Regions from separate parts of the Mus musculus genome. Here region 2 is linked to region 1. Evidence: chromatin contacts called from public HiChIP or PLAC-seq data. All regions are on one chromosome and are shown on one strand. Each heading gives the region's core, a stretch centred on a gene start, on an enhancer-like site or on the middle of the called end of the contact. The rest is flanking DNA. Distances are from core to core; before and after follow the strand shown.

Region 1 (3,566 bases), core at 485-2,984:
AAGGACCTGCAAGCCCAAGGCCAGCGCTGCACGTGAGACTCGGTCTCCAAAAGAAAACAAACAAAAACATTATCATCAAGCCGAGCGTGGTGGTGCACACCTTTGATCCCAGCACTCGGGAGGCAGAGGCAGGCGGATTTCTAAATTCGAGGCCAGCCTGGTCTACAGAGTGAGTTCCAGGACAGCCAGGGCTATACAGAGAAACCCTGTCTCGAAAAACAAAACAAAAAACAAAAAAAAAACATTATTATCATCAATAGTGAAGTGGCTCTGTTAGTTCTCTCCGAAGGAAGAATTGGAGATTGGGGTAGGGCTGGGGAGACCAAGCCTGGAGCTAAGCACCCTGAGGACAGATGCAGGTTTCTTCCGGCTCTCTCTCTTCTCTCTCTCTTCTCTCTCTCTCTCTCTCTCTCTCTCTCTCTCTCTCTCTCTCTCTCTCTCTCCCTCTCCTCCACCAAGTAGGAGGCTTTCTGGGCTTCTGTGATACATATATTAGGTTGCGAAGCTCAGAACTGAGAGACCCCAGGGACAAGGAAAAGATAAAAGCAATGGCAGGGATGGGAGCCTCGCCCCTCAGGCTGTAGACATGGGTGGCAGAGCACTGAGCTTGTGGTGTGGTGATGCCATCAGGATGTTGCTAGGACAGTGAGGCACTCCCAGAAGCCTAAGAGTGCCTGGGGCTCCCAGAGAATTAGTGTGCACCATGAGTAATGTGAATCCGGTTTGAAACTTCTATTTGGAATTCTATATGAGCAACAGTTCATGTCTCTGAGCTCAGTCATGGTAGCCTACATTCACAGGCACCACACAGATCTGACTTCTAAGGATCGATCGTTGAAGGGAACAAGTAACATCGGCAATCAGCAATAAAAACAACTGGATAGTGTTTACTGTTTGCTCTGTGTGTGTGTGTGTGTGTGTGTGTGTGTGTGTGTGTGTTACTGAATACTTGCTCGGTAAGCACTCTACCACCAAGCTAGACCTCCTATGCTCTGTTTACTTTTTATTTTGAAAGAGTCTCACTCAATTGCTTAGGCAGGCCTTGAACTTGTGATCCTCCTGCCTTGGGCTCTAAGTGGCTAGGGTTACAGACCTGTATCATTAAGACCTGCCCAGTGTATACTCTCATATACTTTATATTTGAGGACTTTGGAGTTCAGAGAAGCCTGTATCTGTCCCCCAGGATGCCTAGCTTCAACCTCAGTCTCCCTGGCCCTACCCCCACCTTTAGTCTCTGGTTCCTCCTTTGGGGGAGAACTAACATCTATAATGAACTCCAGCAGACCAGTTTGTCTAATTGGTATTCTCCCTGTGACCTTGTTCCTCTTTGACCCCGCCAACTTGCCAGCCCCTCCACCTAGAGCTTAATGCCAGGATTCCTTGTGTTCCTGAGTGATGTTCCCCTTCTTGGACAAGGACATAGGCACCCACCGATCTTCAATCCAGTCCCTCTGACATAAGGAATAAGCATAAGGGACAGGCCTTGCCATTCTACACCCTGCAGGTGTGTGTCCTTAATAAGCCCATCCCCCAATCTGGGGAGCTGCTAAAGGCTCCTGTGGCAGGACACAATGCCTCAAAGGAATCTCTTTAGACTCTGCCTCAAATTTGCCTGTTAGAGCCACCTGCTCTGCTCAGAACACATGCAAATTTCCACCACTCGCCCAGTCTTTGAACTCTAGCCTTTCCTTCAGCATCCTTGACCACGGAAATACTGCGTTTTGCTTTCCGATAGTGCCCTCGTGTGGCAGAAATCAGAACTGCAAGTTATAGACCGGGACGCAGCCAGAAACCAACAATTGGCAGGTTTCCCTTTTGAAACTAACAACCTTTTAGTGTTATCAGTCTCTGTAGCAACCAACAAAGCTATTAGGTCACCGGGATATATCAGTCCCCTCTCATTTAGATAAAATTCTATCAGGAAATTCTAAGTTCCATTCTTGAGAAAAGAGAAAGCATTCTTTGGGTGCATCTTTCTGTTTGTGTCAGGAGAGGACCCTTGTGGCAGGGGCAATCTATTATACAAAGTTTGTGTGGCCTTCCTGCAGCTTTGAAAAAAAAATCGCCAGGCGTGGTGGCGCACGCCTTTAATCTCAGCACTCAGGAGGCAGAGGCAGGCGGATTTCTGAGTTCGAGGCTAGCCTGGTCTACAAGGTGAGTTCCAGGACGGCCAGGGCTATACAGAGAAACCCTGTCTCGAAACAAAACAAAACAAACAAACAAACAACCCCCCCCCAAAAAAAAAAACAGGCTATGTTAAAAAAAAAAATCTCTTATTCAGGAAGCATGAGATGGTACCGGCAATATCTGCAGGTTCTCTCCGAGATTGGACATGCCGGGAAGAGCATAGGATCTGGAGTGTGGTTGATAGACACCCCACCCGGGAAAACTGAGTGTCCCTTTCCCAGCAGGAACCATCTCCAAATAGCTTCTTGGTTAGGGATGGAACTTTGTGTCCGCTTCCCCTTCTCTGTGCTGGGATTTTGTCTAGCTTGAACGTGTCACAGTCTCTGTGAGTTCGTACGTGTAGCAACCTTGTCGGGTCTAGAAGACGTTGTTCCTTGGCTTCATCCCCCACCTCTGGCTCTTACAGTCAGTCTGTCTGTCTGTCTCCTCTTCCACACAGACCTTAAGCCTTGAGGGGAGGAGTTCGATAACAGTGTCCCATTCAGGACTGACAGCTCCAAAGTCTCTCACTGGTCGTCCTTACCCAATAGCAGTTACCTTTCTCCTGGCTTTTCCTTAAGTGCTGGGTCTAGGACCGAGGGTCCCACACTTAGCTGAGCAAGCCCTTGACCTCTGTGCCCTCCTCCAGTAGTGGTTGTCTGAGGAAGAGGATTTTATGTCTGAAAACGTTTTCACTTCATCACTCGTACTTGATTTGAACTTTGCCGGGGAAAATCCTTTTGAAGACATTTAGGAGTTTTGGGGACTCAGGAGGTTCTGTTTGACTTCCTCTCTCTCTGTCACCAGATTGGGGGAAACTCTTTAACCAGAGACACATTGATCCATTCATTGTCTGTTTTTTGTTTTGTGTGTGTGTGTGTGTGTGTGTGTGTGTGTGTGTTTTAAATGAGATACCTCATTTTAAAAAAACATGAGCTTCCAAACTTGGGACATAGGTCGTTTTGTTAGGGTCCATGCCACACATATGCATGGCTGAGGGATCAACGCCCGATCCCACAGAAAAGGAGGCATGGAGGCCCCAGCCTGCAACGCCAGCACTTGGGAGGTAGAGGCTGAGAGGCCTTACGCTCACTTAAGAGCTTGAGAGGCTTAAGAGGCCACCCTTGAGTCCATAACAAGTTCAAGCCAGCCTGTCTCGAAGGAAAGCAAGAGACGCATAGATCACGTCACATACACTCGTGCGTTCTGAACTACTCCGTTTGGATAGTACACCAATCATTAACACTATCTAATTTTATGACATTTTCAAAAGTAAGCTGTAGCCCATTAGTGCTGGCTCCCTCTTCTCGCACTCTGTTCCCGAGCAACCGTGTATCTGCTTTCTGTCTGTCTGTTTGGATTTGCCTGTCCTGACTTTTGGTACAAATGGTATTATGCAA
Region 2 (3,566 bases), core at 384-2,883, 150 kb before region 1:
CAACTTTTCTTGAAAACTATTTGATAACAACAAAAAAAACTTTTAAAAAATCAGTCTATTTTCTAGTAAATTGATCTGATATGTGTATTTCTCTAATAACCATCAAATAAAACAAATCATGGCAGATTGATAGCTGGGCGTGATGGCTAGTCTTGGTTGTAAATTGACTACTTCTGGAATCAATAAAAACCTCCAAGTAGCTCATAATGCCTGTGAGGAATTTTCTTGATCATATCCTTTGAGGTGGAAAACCTCAGAACATACCTTCTAGTGGCAGTCCATGTAAAAGGACACAGAACAAGCAGCTCACTCTATAGAGTAAGCTACATAGCTGTGTCGCCTCAGATAACGCTTTTCTCTTTTGGATCCCAGATTAACATCCTCACCTTTAACACAAACAAACAGTTTAAATGTTTGTTAGTGTGATGTTTTGATTCTGTGGTTCTCTGGATATAAACACATTATTTACATTGCCCGAAGCCTAGATACAGATGCAGTTCAAGTCACAATAACCGTGTTTGTTTCATCCAAGACACTGAAAGCAGTCCACAATTATGCTAGAACAAAATGTCTCCTCCTTTGTCTGCTGGCACTATGACCAAGCCCATGGCCTGCCAGGCGAAACCTCTACCACTGGGCCATAAACCCCCTCCATCTCTGTCCCTGGCAAGTTCATCTATACTGCTGGTGAGGCATTCCTTGGACAGTATTAGAACTTACCTCTTCTGGATTCCAGTGTACACTTAGACCAGTTTAGAAATCCTGCCTCGTGGATTAAATAACTATTAGATGGCCTTTTCATGGAGAAGACAATCATTGAGCCAGACCTAAAATACACACATGCAACCCCCCCACACACACACCCCAGTTCTCTTCCTCTGAAGAACTCTGACTAATGGCCTTTAGATTTTTTTCCCTCATTACATAATAAGGATAGTATTCAATTTCCACACAGAACTTTATGTGTATCATAAAATTTATAATACATGTTTTTAAACTTTTTAAAGAAAGTTTTAAAAGTATAAACTCAAGGCCTTGTGCATGGTTGACAAGTACTCTACTGCTCATTTATATTCCCAGATACATTATAATAAATGTACTATAAGTTCCAAGTTAGAAATCTACCAAGCCATTATCAAAGACTGGCCAAGTTATATTCTTATGCTTATTGACAAATTGGATTCTGATATTTAAAAAAGAAAATCTATTAAGAACTAAGTTTAGTAATAATTCGTAGGGTTAGTAGTTCAAAGAATATCAATCCTGAATGATGGATGCCTTTTATATTTTGGACTATATCTTTATAATTTAGATATTCCCAAATCCTATGTGAGCTACAATCTTATTGAAAGCTTCAGTGTTCTAAACAACTTCTAAAAAGACAGGAAGGATACAAAATGAACAGAGGGTATCTTCCTATTATGTTTCAAAAGGGACTTTCTAACCTTTATTGCAATAAGGACAACAGTGATAGCCTAGTCATACATGACAAATACAATGTCCAGATATTAGTTATATATAGGAACCTTCATACAGACAGACAGCTAATAGTCTACACTGGATATGTTTAGGTTCTCCTGAGTATTAAGGCAAATGCCATCCTGTAAAGTAGAAGTTAGCTATTACAGGAAATGCACAATGAACCACAGAGGATGCATAAATTCTTTTCCTGTTCCTTCAAGCGCAGACTAACCCTGTCTTCAGCTTTCTAAACTTCCCATTGGGTCCCATTGGGACCTGGTCCCATTAGTTACCCCTCTCCATTTATCTTCTGTCTCTCCACCTACCCCTATCACCTTGGCTTAATTCCCTTAGCATATAAATATTTTCTAATCTAGCGCATACTTTATAAATCAAGACAAATAATTTGACCTTGCATTCTTTCATCTACATACAATTCTTTTTCTTCTTCAATTCACAGTAACACTTCTGAAAAGGAATATTCTATACTCATGTTCCAACTTGGTTTCTCTAGTGTACTGTAACCAAGCTCCCTGTTCTACTCTCCAAGCTTCTATCATTCTAGTTCACACTTGATCTTACAGAGTACCTTAGCTATATTAGATAGACCATTCACTAACTAAAACTTTGCTTTACACTTTCTATCGAGCTTCTACAAATCGTTTACTGCTGTTCTGTTTCAGTTTTGTTACATACTCTTACTGTACTTTTACCTCTTAAGCATGGGTTCTCCGTGTTCTATCACTAACTTCTATCTCAATAGGAATATAGTCAGTATTTTAAATTTTCTTAGTTTCTGCCTGAATCTACACATTTATTACTTCTAAAATTTCACCTGCAGCCTTCTGGATGTCCTACTGTCTCCTAGACATTTTACATACCTTTGAAATCACCCTCCTATCAAAGCAAAACTTGTTGCATCTTTGTTAATGGCACTCAACATCTTCTCAACCCAATCAAGCTCAGAGTCTTCTAGAGTCAACTAGTCTTTCCTCTCTGCCTCTTTTTCATGGCATCTCATGGACGGCCTATCATTTTGCTTTTTTGAGTCTATTTAATTTTACTCAATCTCAACCCCAAATGCCTTACCTTGAGTCTCTGTTACTTTTAAGAGGTGACAATTGCAATCATTTGCTATAAACCATATTCTGATATTATTTTTCTACATAAAGCTTTTTAGTAAGCCGGGCGTGGTGGCGCACGCCTTTAATCCCAGCACTCGGGAGGCAGAGGCAGGCGGATTTCTGAGTTCGAGGCCAGCCTGGTCTACAAAGTGAGTTCCAGGACAGCCAGGGCTATACAGAGAAACTCTGTCTCGAAAAAAAACCAAAAAAAAAAAAAAAAAAAGCTTTTTAGTCTTCTATTCCAAAAGCTATGTTTTCTATGTTGTTAGAGACACTTGAAGATGCTTGTAAAAATGCATGTTTGTATGCATGGCCAGCTGCATTACATATGCTTCCTAATGATTCTGGCCTCAGACTACACTTCTTACCAGGAAATAAAGGCCCTACAAGATTTGCCCTTCTCTACTTAGCTCTCTCTGTTATTTCCCTCTCCCTCCTATTAAGTACTTTATTATCACTGGATTATCTGCATTTATCTCAGTGTCTTTGACTTTTGTGCTTTTGCTGTTTTCTGCCTTTCTTCACTTCACCAAGTCCTAATCTTTAAGCATTTTCACTAGGTCCACCAGTAAAGCACCTTTTCTTCTAAGTGTGCACTAATTTTCAACTCCTATTAACTCCAAACTAGACTTTCTTGCAGTGGTATCCTTCAAAATATATTTGATCTTTTTCCCGAGTTCCTGGCAGATAACTATTAAGGCTGTTGGAATTTCCTGATCCATAAGCGCATCCTTTGTTCTAATGAAGTAACTCTTAGCTGGCCCCTAGATCTATAAGATGGGAGTTGCTCATCAGAAAGACGCGATCCTGATTAGGAGCTTGAAACTTTCAGCCCATACCCAAATGTGAGGGATGAAAGAGATCGAATTAATCACTAACAGCCAGTGAATGATTTAATCAGCCAACTTATGAAATTTTCATTAAAAATTATGGTGTGTGGGAGGTGGGGTAGGAGGGGAGATGGCAAGATGGCTCATTGTT

What was found. HiChIP or PLAC-seq counts read pairs in DNA pulled down with a chosen protein or histone mark.
Region 2: a RAD21 HiChIP or PLAC-seq map of pro-B cells shows a contact between it and region 1, with 4 times the contacts expected there. The contact joins two enhancer-like sites. A contact is called at or near these places in 4 of 39 promoter capture datasets (the C10 cell line, cranial neural crest, embryonic stem cells and 1 more), 4 of 15 datasets of contacts at CTCF or cohesin (CD8 T cells, the NIH/3T3 cell line, large pre-B cells and 1 more), 2 of 484 Hi-C or Micro-C datasets (bone marrow-derived macrophages and myeloid progenitors), 2 of 115 datasets of contacts at active chromatin or transcription factors (the HPC-7 cell line and embryonic stem cells) and 3 of 9 other capture datasets (adipose tissue, liver and pancreatic islet).

What each region holds. Positions count from the first base shown.
Region 1 is chr11:77,098,504-77,102,069 of GRCm38.p6, reverse strand. All of the region lies in intron 17 of Efcab5 (EF-hand calcium binding domain 5), which reads left to right. Among named protein-coding and RNA genes, the nearest start is that of Nsrp1, 22 kb to the right of the region's middle. Within about 2 kb of position 1,734, at least 27 of the 459 cell types and tissues checked have an H3K27ac peak or open chromatin away from gene starts, as enhancers often do. A contact at or near this core is called in pro-B cells, where this site is marked.
Region 2 is chr11:77,247,163-77,250,728 of GRCm38.p6, reverse strand. The region is part of intron 1 of Ssh2 (slingshot protein phosphatase 2); the gene reads right to left. Among named protein-coding and RNA genes, the nearest start is that of Gm24989, 3.9 kb to the right of the region's middle. Within about 2 kb of position 1,633, at least 7 of the 459 cell types and tissues checked have an H3K27ac peak or open chromatin away from gene starts, as enhancers often do. A contact at or near this core is called in pro-B cells, where this site is marked.